2 separate regions of the Zea mays genome follow, and region 1 is linked to region 2. The links are chromatin contacts, called in public Hi-C maps. All regions are on one chromosome and are shown on one strand. The core of a region is the stretch at or near the end of the contact, and the rest is flanking DNA. Distances in the headings are between cores, read along the strand shown.

Region 1 (4,332 bases), core at 11-2,510, 210 kb before region 2:
TGGGTTGCTGGATCGTTGTCTCCTTATGATGTAATTATTTATTTTGTATAGAATTCCGTTATATATAAATGATGTAACATTCGTTTTTATACCATGAGTCATCATATGTGTGAGACTTGATCCCATCACACTTGGTGATTATCTCACGCCCGGGTTTTGGATCCGGGTGTGACACATTTCTCCCCTTTCATATAATGAATGTACAATCGTACCTTCGGTTTTACAGAGTGAATTAGGACGAAGGTCTTCTAGGGAAGATATTACACACAATTATCCAGCCCACCAAAAAGGTACTTTATGTAGGGCACTGTTCATCTATACAACTTCGTATGAATTACATTTACACCCATAAGGATTACACATAGGATTTAAAATAATACAAGGGCAATATTGTCTTTTGCTTTCAGCATTCAGGATGACACCTTCTCCTTGCATTGTTTCCTTGTGTTGCTATGACGAAGCTAGCTTCGTCGCCCCTCTATCGTCCTCCATTGAAGGTGTTCCGGTGCCGAAGCTCATGTAATACTTGGCAACATGTTGATAACCAATGGTTAAACGTGTTTTTTGAGGACCTTCAAAAGATGAAGACCCCAATAGATATATCCGGATATAACTCTCGAGGACGACCTCTCTTCTGCTACAATGACTTCCGATATATGTCTTTCATCTAAGAAATGATTTTATATTAACACAACTATATAGAAATAGCAGAAATGATTTTAACTTATAAATACAAGTATTTCACAAACTATCTAATAAACTGTAGTCACCATATAAACCATGTATCCTAGGAATCATAATGAATAGCAATATGAGCAACAATCAAAACTAATAAATCGAAACCATACAACATAATATACGTAACAAACGAATTAGTAAGACATCATACCTTGGTCTACAAAGTTTTCTAACTCGAATACGAAGATTGGAGCACCTCTGGACGATATAGAAGAAGATTCAAATGGCTAGGTGCAGCTCTCGACCAAAAAACGGCTGATTTATAGGCCTTCTCGGCGCCAAAATCTGTGGCGCCTAACTCGGTGACGAGCTAGAGGGCTACGTCGACGTCGCATCATCCCTCCGCGCCAACTGAGCAGGTTGCTCGGCGTTCTAGGCACGACATACTGAGTTGTGTTATCTCGACGTTGTAGGATACGACGACGAGCAAGGAGTAAAAAAAATTAGAAAATAAGTCGTCCAATGGTCTAAATAATTTTTTTTGAAAAAGGACTAAACAAAAAAAAACGAAACGCAACCTCAGTCACGGACACATGGTGTGTTTGGTTGGATCTCGTCCCGGTCTTTCACCTCCAACAAAACACATCCTAATCGACTCGCGACCCCGTTTCCCGGAGAGCCGCGACGGTGCGACGCCGAACTCCCTAACCCTAAGTCCCTAAGCGTAGGCGGCGGGGGGCGGCGGTGCGAGGCAAGCTGCACAGCAACACGGGCCACGGGCGCGGCCTCCGCCTCCGCCTCCACGCTTCTGCTGCTAGGCTGCAAGGGCGGCGGCGCGGCGCGGTGGGCGGCGGACAGCTGGCCAGGTCCAGCCCAGTAGTCCAGGTGACGAGGTCCGCACTCCGCAACGGTTCTGGCGTTCTGCAGCTGAGGATAGACGAGAGAGGAAGTGAGGATTTATATTAGTGATTTACAAGGTGAGTTGTTCACTTGTTCCATTGTTTATGCAGATGCAATTTGCAACTAGACTAGAAGTTTAGAACCTATAGGTTGGATTCTTTTTTCATGCGGGAGTGGGAATACCCAAGGATTTGCTCCGTGCCCTTATCTGCATGATAAATGAATTTGGAGACGAAGGCAAGTGTTCAGTGCACGAGCTGTGTGACGAATGTGTTCAACTCTTAGACATTTGCTGTCTATTCAGGGAATGAATTTTGAATAAAATTTTCATTTAGGAAATTATAGTTGACCAATATTTTTGGACACTAGTAGAAGTGGAATGGATTTGGTTCTGACTGGTTCGTTATATATAATATAGTACGTGCATTCTGTTCTTCCCTTTATATAATTCGCCAATTCGGTTCCTGTGTTCGGTGGTTTTGGAAACTATAAATCTATAATGCCTAATTACGCCATGTTCTACTCATAACCTTTGTGTGGTTACTGGCTAGATTGTTCACTACAGTTACTATGTCTTATATCATTGGTCCAGTGAACTAGTTGGATGCTGTTTATTTCCCTTCTTGTGTACATCGAACATATGGTCTGTGTATTGGGTTGTTTCATAAATATGTAGCTATTAGTACTAGAATTTGATTGATATCTGTGTTAAATTACTGTTTATTTGAAATCACTCATCACATGAGAGTAGATGTCGACTGGCTCCCTCTAATGATTGGATAGAAAACACTGGTTGATTGGTATTGCAATTAGTTTGTCTAGGCCAAACCCAATCTGCTTCATGAATTGAGGTTGAATGGGTGGAAGAATAGCCATTGGTAGCATCGGCCTAACTTCTTTGATTGGTTCACAGATGCAATTTTTCTGCATACTCTTAATTTCACATTAAATTAATGTAGCAATCTGAGTACTCAAAGTAACCTTTCATTACTACTATGAACTTTTTAGTGATTGCAGAATTATTGATAATATGCTGCTTGAAATATTGTTTGGTTTTGCAAAATGGTGACCAGCTATCGGGGTTATGATGTGAATGGGTGTAGATTTTATTCAGAGGTGCTTGAGAGACCAAAATTTAGGTTAACCATGGTTAATAGTTTTGTTTGTGTATCTTGTATTGATGAAAATGACATGAGTTTCTGCTAGAACTAGCTCCTTCCCACTGCCATAGCAACTTGAAGTTAGCATGGTATGACTTGAAGTCTGAAATCTGAATGTGCCCATAAACACTAACATTTATATCCATTATTATTTGTTCATATGCAGGCAACTTGAAAGACAGCAGGGTTGCATCCCACAATGTCAGCTCCCAACAGTGATAGCAACATGCAGCAGCTAGTCCCTATAGCACCACCAGGAAAGGCTTCTGGTGGTGACAGTGGGAAGGAGCTGGTTGTGGCAGATCCTGCAGGTAAGAGATCAGGAGGTGTAAAACTGCGAGAGGATGAGGAAGACCTGGAGGTGAAGCTCAGGCGCATCATGGAGAATGTCCCTGTGCGTGTCAGTAACACATCAGGGTCATCTGCTGGCTCTGGCTCTGGTGATTTCCACCAGGTACTCCCCTTCCCTCCCTTCCTATGTGTGTGGAACTGTGGATACACCAGTGTGGGCTTTCTGTTAGGATCTGGGTTTGATGAAAATTTTTGCTTGTTTCGTTTGATTTTTATTTTTTTGCAGTAATCACCTCTTGCTTTATACGAATGTTAATTTTCACGGTGCTATGTGCTTACAACTATTTTCCTGTAAATTTTGAACCTGAATATAATGAAGTAATGTTAGTTTCAAGGTAAACAGAAGACTGTAAAGCTATAATACCTCCTGGAATTGATTCTATACTTCCACATGTGCTATGAGCATTAAGAGCATTTCCTGTATATCTGGGTCCTGAATAGAGTTAAGTTACAATAATTGACTTAACCAACTAATCGTTCATCTGGGCCTTCAAGCTGCTGTTTTCTCAGGAAAAATATAGCAATCTTCCTTGTTTGTATGTACTGTATGTCTGTAACATTGTTAGGACCATTGTGGTTACTATAAGCTGCAAAGATATTTACTAATTTCTGTAAGATTTTGCTGTTATAGCCCAAAAAATATATGCTTTGAACTCGCTTTTTGTACGGAAAGGACTAAATACTTCTGATTCATTGAAGCTTAAATGCTTCTGATATTATGTTTAGCTTTACTTTGATCAAAAATATTGTGTCAAAATGGGAAATTGGGAAGCCTTGCTGTTGACAACTAGCTACACATGTTCCACTTTTTCTTTTCCCTTGGAAACAGAGATTTGCACTTTCATTTCATAAGACAAGATAGCTGCATATGTTGGTGGTTAAAGTAACAAAGATTAACTGTTTGATATCTGTCTTTCAAAAGAAGGGCCTTGATGATTCTTGAATCTCAGCAGTTTTTTTTCTACAGTACCAAAATCTACTCCAAAGAATTTTAGCTAATATTACAAGCAATGATCCTTGTAGAGTATGTGTCAATTCTTAGTTAACATGATCGTCATAATTAGCATGTTTGGTTGGCTTCTCTCCGTAGCCTGGTTGCATGAGCCAAGCTGGCGGGAGCCTGGCTCCAGAGATGCGACCAATTTGCTCGCGCCTACAGAGCCTGGCCCAGGGTGCTTTGAGTATCGTGCGAGCCTGGCTCCATATCTGCACGCATGTAACCAAACACACACCTCGCACGAGT
Region 2 (4,028 bases), core at 975-3,474:
TTTCATCTATATGCTAAGCGCGTGACGCATGACAGTCGAAACTCATGCTTTAAATAAGTAGAGATAGAGAAGAGACTTTGCATCCAAACATATTCTTAGTAATTTCGGGGAACTAAAAAATTCTATGGGCTCACGGCTGCTTGACTCGGGGGGTGTTTGGATACTACCATTAAATTTTAGTCCTTGTCACATCGAATATATAGATGTTAGTTAGAAGTATCAAATATAATCTAATTATAAAACTAATTATACAAATGAGTACTAAACGATAAGACAAATCTATTAAGCTTAATTAGTTCATGGTTAGTTTATGTGATGTTACAGTGAACATTCGCTAATTATGGATTAATTAGACTTAGGCCGTGTTGGTTTTTAGGGACTAATTTTTAGGCCCCGTTTGGTTTGATGGACTAAAGATTAGTCCCTTCATTTTAGTCTCATTTACTTCCTAAATTGCCAAACGGTGGGACTAAAATATGGACTAAACTGTTTTAGTCTCTATTCCCTCAAGGGGCGACTAAAGGGGACTAAACCATATAAATTCCACTTTTTACCCCTCCTTTATTTAAGTTGCATTAATAGCAGGAGAATGCTAAGGGGTATTTTGGTCTACTTATGATTCATTTAATGTGTTTTGAATACTTTTAGTCGCTAGAACCAAACAGGGTAGGGACTAAACTTTAGTGTCCTAACTAAACTTTAGTCCCTGGACTAAAGGAACCAAACAGGCCCTTAATCACTACATTGTATTCCATTTTAGTACCTAAATTGTAAAATACAGAAACTAAGACTCTATTTTAGTTTCCGTATTTGGTAATTTTATGAAATAAAATAGAATAAAATGAAGGGACTAAAGATTAGTCGCTAGAAACCAAGCACCCCCTAATAAATTTATCTCGTCGTTTAGTCTTTATCTATGTAATTAGTTTTATAATCAAACTATATTTAAGACCCCTCCTAATTTATAATTGTTTGACTTTTTCAATCCTAACTTTGACCACTCATTTTATTAAAAATTTTGTGAAAAAACAAAAAGTCATTGTGGATTTGTTTATTATCAAATATACTTTACATATGACTTCATTTTTTCATGATTCTTTAATTAGACGAGGTTGTCAAAGTTGAGGTTGAAAAAAAATCAAACGAATTGTATTTAAAATAGAGGAAGTATTCATGATTGACACTCAAACATCCCATATTACATGAACTAAATTTTAAGAGAGTGTTTGATTCTCCTGACTAAAGTTTAGTTCGTATGAAATCAAATATTTAAATATTAATTATGAATATTAGATATGAGCTTAATTATGTTTAATAAATTCATCTCGTTGTTTATTCTCCATCTACGTAATTAGTTTTATAATTAAACTATATTTAATACTCGCAATTATTATTTAAATATTTTACTATGTAACATAGACTAAACTTGATTTGATAGACCAAACACAATATGAAATACACCCGATTAAGGCCATGTTCGGTTTCTTTAGTCTAGAGACTAAAATTTAGTTAGGGGACTAAAGTTGTCCCTAGCATGTTTGGTTCTAGTGACTAAAATTAGTAAAAATATACTAAATGACTCATAAGGAGACTAAAATGGTCTTTAACATTCTCGTGCTATTAGTATAATTGAACTAAATGAGGGACAAATGTGGAATTAATATGGTTTAGTCCCTTTTAGCCACATCTTGAGGGACTAGGGACTAAAGTAGTTTAGTCCCTATTTTAATCCTACCGTTTGGTAATTTAGGAACTAAGGCTCCGTTTGGTTTGGGGTGACTAAAGTTTAGTGACTAAAGTTTAGTCACTTTTAGTCCCTAAATAAGTAAACATGGTGACTAAAGTGTAGTGACTAAACTTTAGTTCTTTAGTCACCAAGGGGTGACTAAAAGGGCTAAAATAATATTTTTACCTTATTTGCCCTCTCCACTTTCTTCTTATAGCAAATATTCATTAATTAATAAGAGTAAAACAGTCATTATTCATAGCAATTAATGCTCTTTAGTCCAGTTTAGTCATTGGAATCAAACGTGGTACTTTAGCGACTAAACTTTGGTCACTAAAATTTAGTCTAGTGACTAAAGAAACTAAACAGAGCCTAAATTAGACTAAAATATAGGGACTAATCTTTAGTCCTTCGAACCAAACGCGGTCTACTCTCCTTTGGACCGAGGTACCTTCGTCATATACACGCGGGCTGTGAGGGTAGATATGTGGACATCCACATGGCGTCCGCCCAACCCTCCAAACCAAGGCGGCCAAGCCCCTTCCATTTGCCAGGCGGCCACACCATCTGATCCCCAATTCGTTTCCACCTATCGAGCCAAGGTGCGACGACGGCGGTCGCAGCGTCCCCTCCCTCCCTCCGTACCGCTGCCGCCGGTGAGTATCGCGCCGAGATCTCTCCCTTTTCTGTGATTCGAGCGATTACTCTACAGTGGTTGCGCCCCTGCTCCGCTTTGCTTCAGACGAGCAGATTGGGCCGAGCACCTCCCCGGCAAGCAGCGGCGCTGTCGCCGGCGCCAAGTCCGGGGCCGCCGCGCCGTGGGGCTCGCTGAAACGGGCAAACTTTCTGCCTCCATTTGCCCGTTTCTCGTTCCTTGTTGCTTGAGCCGTTAACAAAATTAAAGGTCCAGTTTAGGCACGGCGATGTGTGTGCTTCCTAACCTGGAAGCAGACCTTATGAAGTATATATGATCCTTGTGTCCTTTCTTAACTTCCATGCGTGCATGCGTAGTCTGATTCTTAGTGCGCCAAATGTGATTCGTCTGTTCCATCCGGTGACTTGCTGAGCGGAGTCTGATTGTGGACCGTTGGATAGATTTGTTTCCAATTGGAGTGTATCAAGTTTTGCTCTGTAGATAAGATGATGTAGAAAAATTTAGGGGCCTATGCCCCATGCCCAATGCTGCAACGATCAGGTCAGGTGTTGTTAGGCTACCTGTGCATTGGAAGGAGGAAGTTACAGAGGTAGAATGTGATTTACACAAATGAGCATGGATGACATCCAGCAAGCCTTTTTTGCATAAGATGTCCATTGGTGCTATTATTTTTATACTGTACTCCCTCTATTCCAAATTATAAGATGTTTTTTTGGCTTTTCTAGACACATAACTCTTGCAATGCACTAAAAGGTGAGAGCAGCTTCAGTGTTGGTGAAAATCGAATCATGGAAAGAGCAAATAGAACCGTAAACACTAGAGGAAGCGAACCATACCTGTCAGAGACAAACCGAACCTCACAGATGCGCCAAATCGAGAGAGTCCAATAATATTAATTGTGCAGGTGTTGCCTCTGCCACCCCTGTTGATCTGATCGTGCGAGTTGTCGTAGAGATATTTTTTCTGCTCACATGGCCCCCCACAAACCTATGTCCATGCTGGAGCTGTCGAACCAAACTTCTTCTGAATCACTTAAGTTGAGGTGTTTTTTTTTTGGAAAAAAATGAAACACCACAATATATTTCACAGCATACTTCATTTTGTAATTTGAGGTTTTTTTTGGAAAAAACGAAACATCGCAACACTACACTGCAGACTTTTAAAAAACTCAGTTTTGTGTATAAGCTTCATAATTTCTTTGTATTTGTTACAAGGTCAACCACTTATCAGCACTTGCTAATAGTTCAAGCAATGCATAGGCTGTAGCAATAGTGGATTGTTGAATGATGTATGATAGGCTTGTTAGAAGAATTTCCTAATGTATATCTTGTTATTTAAGAATTTTTAGTTGGATAGAAATCTTTTCGTTCACAAAATGGATGTACCTTTGTTATACATGTCGAATTTTGTTGACATGTTGGAAATGTTGTTTCTTAATTATAGTACTCAAGTGAAAACCAACAGCAATGAAGGTTTGAAACAAACTGTCAGTATTACCTTATAAAGGTATGTCATTGGCATGCACAGTTTTTCTAGAGAACTTCTTGGGTCTCTGTTCCTTTTGGGCTGCCTTTGAATGATTTTGGTGTAGCTATACAATCTGGCTGTAGGTGAATTATGCAGTAGTTAGGTGAGTTTAAGTCAACT

What was found. Hi-C and Micro-C count contacts between places; a contact is called where the count stands out from the background.
Region 1: a contact with region 2 is called in a Hi-C map of ear, with 2.2 times the contacts expected there. The contact joins the promoter of LOC100283986 here to the promoter of LOC100285712 in region 2. A contact is called at or near these places in 7 of 25 Hi-C or Micro-C datasets (bundle sheath, ear, endosperm and 2 more).

What each region holds. Positions count from the first base shown.
Region 1 is chr9:129,945,299-129,949,630 of Zm-B73-REFERENCE-NAM-5.0, reverse strand. It overlaps LOC100283986 (PRKR interacting protein 1), which reads left to right and starts at 1,260. Exons shown (of 3, transcript NM_001156884.2): 1 at 1,260-1,655; 2 at 2,905-3,192. The coding sequence starts at 2,938. It overlaps LOC103639063 (probable WRKY transcription factor 4), which reads right to left. Exons shown (of 4, transcript XM_020544433.3): 4 at 236-667. The coding sequence ends at 664.
Region 2 is chr9:129,738,276-129,742,303 of Zm-B73-REFERENCE-NAM-5.0, reverse strand. It overlaps LOC100285712 (RING zinc finger protein-like), which reads left to right and starts at 2,224. Exons shown (of 2, transcript NM_001158603.2): 1 at 2,224-2,382.